Regions from separate parts of the Mus musculus genome. Here region 2 is linked to region 1. The links are chromatin contacts, called in public HiChIP or PLAC-seq maps. All regions are on one chromosome and are shown on one strand. The core of a region is the stretch at or near the end of the contact, and the rest is flanking DNA. Distances in the headings are between cores, read along the strand shown. Region 1 has its middle 47 kb from the start of Gm9725. Region 2 overlaps Inpp4b (inositol polyphosphate-4-phosphatase, type II).

Evidence for each region. HiChIP or PLAC-seq counts read pairs in DNA pulled down with a chosen protein or histone mark.
Region 2: a RAD21 HiChIP or PLAC-seq map of pro-B cells shows a contact between it and region 1, with 10 times the contacts expected there. The contact joins two enhancer-like sites. A contact is called at or near these places in 1 of 15 datasets of contacts at CTCF or cohesin (pro-B cells) and 1 of 115 datasets of contacts at active chromatin or transcription factors (large pre-B cells).

What each region holds. Positions count from the first base shown.
Region 1 is chr8:81,077,881-81,081,626 of GRCm38.p6, forward strand. No RefSeq gene overlaps it. Among named protein-coding and RNA genes, the nearest start is that of Gm9725, 47 kb to the left of the region's middle. Within about 2 kb of position 2,136, at least 24 of the 459 cell types and tissues checked have an H3K27ac peak or open chromatin away from gene starts, as enhancers often do. A contact at or near this core is called in pro-B cells, where this site is marked.
Region 2 is chr8:81,805,703-81,809,448 of GRCm38.p6, forward strand. All of the region lies in intron 7 of Inpp4b (inositol polyphosphate-4-phosphatase, type II), which reads left to right. Among named protein-coding and RNA genes, the nearest start is that of Gm25267, 350 kb to the right of the region's middle. Within about 2 kb of position 2,064, at least 36 of the 459 cell types and tissues checked have an H3K27ac peak or open chromatin away from gene starts, as enhancers often do. A contact at or near this core is called in pro-B cells, where this site is marked.

The DNA.
Region 1 (3,746 bases), core at 886-3,385:
AAGATCGAGAATTGACAAATGGGACCTAATGAAACTCCAAAGTTTCTGCAAGGCAAAAGACACCGTCAATAAGACAAAGAGACCACCAACAGATTGGGAAAGGATCTTTACCTATCCTAAATCAGATAGGGGACTAATATCCAACATATATAAAGAACTCAAGAAGGTGGACTTCAGAAAATCAAACAACCCCATTAAAAAATGGGGCTCAGAACTGAACAAAGAATTCTCACCTGAGGAATACCGAATGGCAGAGAAGCACCTGAAAAAATGTTCAACATCCTTAATCATCAGGGAAATGCAAATCAAAACAACCCTAAGATTCCACCTCACACCAGTCAGAATGTCTAAGATCAAAAATTCAGGTGACAGCAGATGCTGGCGAGGATGTGGAGAAAGAGGAACACTCCTCCATTGTTGGTGGGATTGCAGGCTTGTACAACCACTCTGGAAATCCGTCTGGCGGTTCCTCAGAAAATTGGACATAGTACTACCGGAGGATCCAGCAATACCTCTCCTGGGCATATATCCAGAAGATGCCCCAACTGGTAAGAAGGACACATGCTCCACTATGTTCATAGCAGCATTATTTATAATAGCCAGAAGCTGGAAAGAACCTAGATGCCCCTCAACAGAGGAATGGATACAGAAAATGTGGTACATCTACACAATGGAGTACTACTCAGCTATTAAAAAGAATGAATTTATGAAATTCCTAGCCAAATGGATGGACCTGGAGGGCATCATCCTGAGTGAGGTAACACATTCACAAAGGAACTCACACAATATGTACTCACTGATAAGTGGATATTAGCCCAAAACCTAGGATACCCAAGATATAAGATACAATTTCCTAAACACATGAAACTCAAGAAAAATGAAGACTGAAGTGTGGACACTATGCCCCTCCTTAGAAGTGGGAACAAAACACCCTTGGAAGGAGTTACAGAGACAAAGTTTGGAGCTGAGATTAAAAGGTGGACCATGTAGAGACTGCCTTATCCAGGGATCCACCCCATAATCAGCATCCAAACGCTGACACCATTGCATACACTAGCAAGATTTTATCGAAAGGACCCAGATGTAGCTGTCTCTTGTGAGACTATGCCGGGGCCTAGCAAACACAGAAGTGGATGCCCACAGTCAGCTAATGGATGGATCACAGGGCTCCCAATGGAGGAGCTAGAGAAAGTACCCAAGGAGCTAAAGGGATCTGCAACCCTATAGGTGGATCAACATTATGAACTAACCAGTGCCCCGGAGCTCTTGACTCTAGCTGCATATGTATCAAAAGATGGCCTAGTCGGCCATCACTGGAAAGAGAGGCCCATTGGACACACAAACTTTATATGCCCCAGAACAGGGGAACGCCAGGGCCAAAAAGGGGGAGTGGGCGGGTAGGGGAGTGGGGGTGGGTGGGTATGGGGGACTTTTGGTATAGCATTGGAAATGTAAATGAGCTAAATACCTAATAAAAAATGGAAAGAAAAAAAAAAAAAGAGATACTCTTCCAAATTGTTGATTGCTGAATTCCAAATTAGTTCAGCCTTTAAGGAGAGCAGTATGGGATGTCTTTAAAGGAAATAAAAGATAAAATTATCGTACGGTTTCCCAAGCTCACTGCTGTCAGCTGTCAGCGGGAGCGAGCGTGCTGAAGAGATACAGACCCTCATTTTCCTCGCAGCCTTTTTATTCTCAATAGTCAACACCACACTGGCTCAACTGAAGTGAGCAAAAGACAGGAACACACACTTGACAGAATGCAAGTCAACTTTTCATAGGACAGCTACTCATGACCACATAGGAAGACATGGAGACATGCGGGTATTCTATGTGAAACACGCAGGCCTAGAAAAAGATACATGCTGTATTGTCTCACACAGGAAGTCTTAAAACATCAAACTCTGCTAATAAAATAACGATGATGATAAAAAAGACCCTCTCTAGCAGGAGTAGAAAGGTTGTAAACTCTGTCATACATTTGAAAATTGGCAAGAGAGTAAATGGTATTTTCACCATTAAAAGTTAGTAAGCATTACAATGCACATTAATTTAGCCACTGCACGATGCACACGTGTAGACCATAAATGTACAACTTTTACTTGTCTGTTGAAAAACAACAGCTGTGGGTATAAAAAACTGTAGCTTGCACCAAGTGTTCTTTCTCAGCAGCCTAGAATAACAACCCCCTCGGGGAATGGTGCAGGGCAGTTTGCTACCTCACACTGGGAAACAGGTTTGAACCCAGGAGAGGACACTGTGAGCCAGCATTTCTCCTGCGGAGAAGACGAGGGAGGATGAAGCCCAAAAGGATACATACGATTTTGCTCAGTCCCACTCCTCCAGCGGAAGGAAGTACACGGTGTTGTAAATTACTGTTTTAAACCTTGATGTTTTCTTGTGGCTGTCTGGGTAAGATATTTCTTCCTCTTTCACACCAACACCCACTCTCTAGAAATTCCATTCAGGTTAGCAATAAAAACTAAAAGTTATTTAGGAACCGGTCTGCAAAGCCTGCATAGCTTTTGTAGAAAGGAGAAGTTCTGGAAGTGCTCACAGGGAGAAAAGGACTTCGGGGCTGCAGCACTGGAATTCAACATGGCAGAGTGAGCTGGAAACCAGACAGCCAATGGTTCTATTCACACTGTTTTATAATTTAACGCAAGTCTTCCTCCTTTTCTCATTTTCTTATGGCATTTTCATATCTACCAGCTTCAGCTGACCCCTTCATACTTCACCTTCTCCAGGATCTCGCCATCCTCCAGTCTCGGGTTACTCTTTTCCAGCCAAAGTATTCATATGTCATGTGTTCTCATTCCCACCCTGTTCACCGCTCTTTGCTACAGCCTCTTTATCCTGCCCCTTGCTTTATTTCTACTTTGCCCTGACTTGTCTTTGGTGGATACTGGTAAGCCAGACATAAGTCCTATGGAAATGTAAGGGGTCCAAATTATCCCAGGTAAATGTGAGGCGTAAGAATGAAGAGAAATGTGGAACCATGAAAGGAAGCCTGCTTTGTGGTTGAGCTAGGCTTAAACCCCAGAGACCCAGCAGATAACTCTGTAAGGGATGGAAGGAAGTTTGCCACGCTACCAGACACCAGGTCCCAGCTCCATAAGTCTGTGGCCATCAGTCATGTAGGGCACAATGCCCTAAGCCCCTGGCATTCTGTCTGGACTTCACCACAGTTACCTGGCAACAGTCAGTATGCTCCGTCCCATGGTTACCTGGCAACAGCCAGATAGGTCTATTTGCCCCCTCCTCCCTCTCTTATTCTCTTACTTTTGCCCTCTTGCTCCCTCTTTCTCCACATTCCCTTACCCTCTCTGTCCACAAGGCCATGGCCGGCCTACAATAAATGCCTTAAAACCATGGACTGCCTCTTCTCATCGGGATCCGCCATACAGGAGCAATGGAGCAGGTCTTATGCTAAAGACCAGTGTCTAATCTCCCAAGGGAGGCCTCCCAAGCACTCTCAGACATGGCTTCTATCAACACAAGCCAAAGACTCTCCTCCCTGCAGGACCCAGCCGAGCGCTTTCCTCCTGTCCTTTTCCCTTTGGCCCCAGGCCAGATCCAGTCCTTCAAGCCCCTACTCTATTCTCAGCTCTTCCACAGCATCCAGCAGCACCTGCAGTGTCCAAGAGCCTGAGAACCTGTCGTCCTCGGCCTCTGTGCAGGCCTGGGGATCCCGGGCCAACTCTGGCAGGTCCGCAGGGACCTCAGACTGAGCCTCCCCACCCCCA
Region 2 (3,746 bases), core at 814-3,313, 730 kb after region 1:
TATACAGATATGCACATACATTCCATATATACACACATGTACACACATCCCCACATATACACATATGTATACACATCCACACATATACACACATGCACACACATGCACGCATGCACACACATGCATACAAATATATAAATAATAATATATGAGAACTCACCAGGTGCAAGACAGAGACAAGGAATCCTGTGTGTGTGTGTGTGTGTGTGTGTGTGTGTGTGTGTGTGTGTGTGAGTGTTTGTGTTTGTTTTGAAAGTCCTGTTCCTTTTTTTTTTTGCAAGGATGCGCTGTGCCTTCCAAATATGTGCCTAATTACCACATAGAATATATGCAAGAAGATATGCAGCTGGCTCAGAAGGACAATGATTTATGCAAGGTGTCTAAGCACCCTATGAGTTGGTAGGTGTAAGAATCAGTGTCCATATTTGCTGAGACCAAACCCCACAGCTCCGAGGGAGCTTGTGGCCCATGGTGAACAACATGTGCTTGTGGCCCATGGTGAACAACATGCCAGAGTACATTTAGCAGATGGGACTTCACTGGTGAGATTTCTATTTGGGTGGTTTGGGGATTTTGAAAAATCAAATGCATCTTTCTTGAATTTTTATATGCTTGCTGTAGCATTTAGGTTTTGTTCTGTGACCTTAGCTACAATACACTAATTAAATCACATAGTAGAGAAATGACTTGACTTATTAAATACAAGTTGATTTGGAAAGAAATTTCATTGACAATAAATTGTTGCAAATAAAGATGCACAGAGCTCTGTACTTAGGGACACATCAGAAACCATATATCAAAGAAAGTGGGATTTTGAGAGTAAGAAAATGCATGCAAAATGATATTCTATGATGTTCACATATCATAATATACTAATTGAGAAAGAATTAGAGCTAGTGTGTTTAAATACCATGGCCAGTTCACCAGAAACACCCAAAGTCTCTCTCTCTCTCTCTCTCTCTCTCTCTCTCTCTCTCTCTCTCTCTCTCTCTTTCTCTCTCTGTGTGTGTGTGTGTGTGTGTGTGTGTGTGTGTGTGTGTGTGTGTGTGTGTGTGTGTGTGTACTAGAGAGAGACAGGGACAGAGAATGGGGGTAATATGGGGTGCTGGTTAGGTATGGTTGCTACATGGAAGGAATGGAGTCTGTGAGCCATAGTTGCTAGATTGACTTCTTAAGGCCACTGAAAGGCCCAGTCCTGCAAACACAGTCCCTACAGTGTCATAACATCTGACCAGTCAGGTCAAACTTCCCCCTCTCTCCCTCCTCCTCTCTCTGCCCTGTCCTTACTTCAGGAACAGGGAGGAGAAGAGCCTGGAGCTCCCCCTAGAGGCTAACACACACTTGCCAATTAGAGATGCTGTATTATATATAGCAATGCTAGTGTTTTCAGCCTTGACAATTTAATGATAAATATGCTACTGTAAGCCCTACTTAATACCCTCAAACTTTTGAAGGATAATGTTAAAATGTTCACAGTTGCACCACATTCATAAAATATTAAAGTATTATGCTTAACATAATTTAGTATTTAGTAGTAGAAGTAGTGGTGTGTGTGTGTGTGTGTGTGTGTGTGTGTGTGTGTGTGTGTGTGTGTGTGTGTGTGTGTGAGCTTGTGGATGCCAGAAGCCAATGTCTAGTGTCTTTACCCCTTTGTGATTTGAAAGTTGCTCACTGAACCTGACGCATATCCATTCTGGCCTCTCATTCTGGCCTCTCAGATGGGTGCGGTTATCTGCCTGTTGGATCTTCTCCACTGGGCTTACAGTCATGAATCCTCACACAGGCATGAGTCCTGGGGATCTGCACTCAGGTCCCCATGCTCCTGTAGCATCTACTTTACCAATGAGCCATCTCTCCTAACTCCACTTTTAAATTATTAGTATGTGTTTTTGGGTAGAGCTCTGAGCATTAGTGATTCAGTGTACAGGGACTCTCTAAAGTGGAGTGATAAAGTTTAATTACCTGAGTGATGGGGAGACACGATGCTATGGATTTCCCAGACAGCACATTCATAACTCAATAGGCTGCTTGTCAGCAAAAGCTGCCATGCACAACTGAGCGCATGACTGCTGTGAGAAACGGCTTCCGGCAGGAAATTCCACTCACCAGTACACAGGGGCACCTTGGAAGCTCTCACTTGCTAACATCTCTCAACGACAGATTGTGATGATATTGGTGTTATAAAATCAGTTTACACTTTCAGAGCCATCTCATTGAAAACGAATAAAGAAGAGAAGCAGAAACATTTGTTTTATTTTGTTTCTTTTTTATCCTCTTTTGATTTCTGTCTATTGTGTGCCATTAGCCCCCAAAAGGAGTTTCAGTATTTAACTAGGATTTTAAATAGGATACCAATTTTCCCACTTATTGGAGTAGGCAAGGTGACTAAGCCTGATAATGCTCTTACCACCAAGCTCAAGAGCCCGAGTTCCACCCCTAGGTCCTACATGGTCAAAGGAGGGAACCAACTCCCATAATTTGTCCTCCAACTTTCATATATGGACCATGATATAAGCATCACTACTACATACATAAACTAAATAAATGTGAAAAAGATATATTGGTGAGTCATAAACATATGGTTGGAAAAATGTATAGTATAGTGTATACATGTGCTAATATATGCACACATGAGATTGTGCATATATTAATTGAATATATTAAAATTTATTTTTAAAATAAAAATTTGTATTCATAACATACAAAACATGTCTTAACATATTCATACAGCATAAGCAATACAAATATAATTGCAACTTTAATTTCCCCCGTGTCAATTCTGATGTTGTGGAAAGAAGAGAAAGGGCTCATGTCTCTGCTTTTACTTTCTTTGGTTGTCTTCCTGTCACTAGTTGCCAAGAGCCACTGAGGAAGTATTTGTGACACTTTCACCAACTTGATTAGGCTTTGACCATTGTCTCCCACTGTGCTGTGCAGGAATTCCTGTAATTTATAAGCACACAAAGCAGCCTTTACAAGCAGAGTCACTGAACAGACAAGAAGAAAGAGAAGTACATTGCTTGGCCAAGCAGAGTAAGGAAACCCCTCTCTGGAGAGCTGGACTGAGTACCCCATAAGAAAGGAGTGTCTGCTTCCATTCTTATTGATCACTTCCATGTCTGCTTCCCTTCTTGCTGTACACTTCCATGTCTGCTTCCGTTTATTATTATTATTATTACTATTATTATTATTAAATTTCTTTATTTACATTTCAAATGTTATCCCCTTTCCTGGTTTTCCCTCCAGAAACCCCCTATCAGATCCCTGCTCCCCAACCCACTCACTCCTGCTTCCTGGCCCTGGCATTCCCCTATACTGGGGCATAGAATCTTCACAGGACCAAGGGCCTCTTCTTGCATTGATGACCAACTAGGCCATCCTCTGCTACATATGCAGCTAAAGCCACAAGTTCCACCATGTGTTTTCGTTGATTGGTGGTTTAGTTCCAAGGAGCTCTGGGGGTACTGGTTAGTTCATATTGTTCCCCCTATAGGGCTGCAAAACCCTTTCAGCTTCTTGGGTCCTTTCTCTAGCTCCTTCATGGGGACCCTGTGCTCTGTCCAATGGATGGCTTTGAGCATCCACTTCTGTATTTGTCAGGTACTGGCAGAGCCTCTCAGGAGATAGCTTTATCAGTCTCCTGTCAGCAAGCTCTTGTTGGCATCCGCAATAGTGTCTGGGTTTGGTGGTTGTTTATGGGATGGATTCCCAGGTGGGGTAGTCTCTGGGTGGTCATTCCTTCAGTC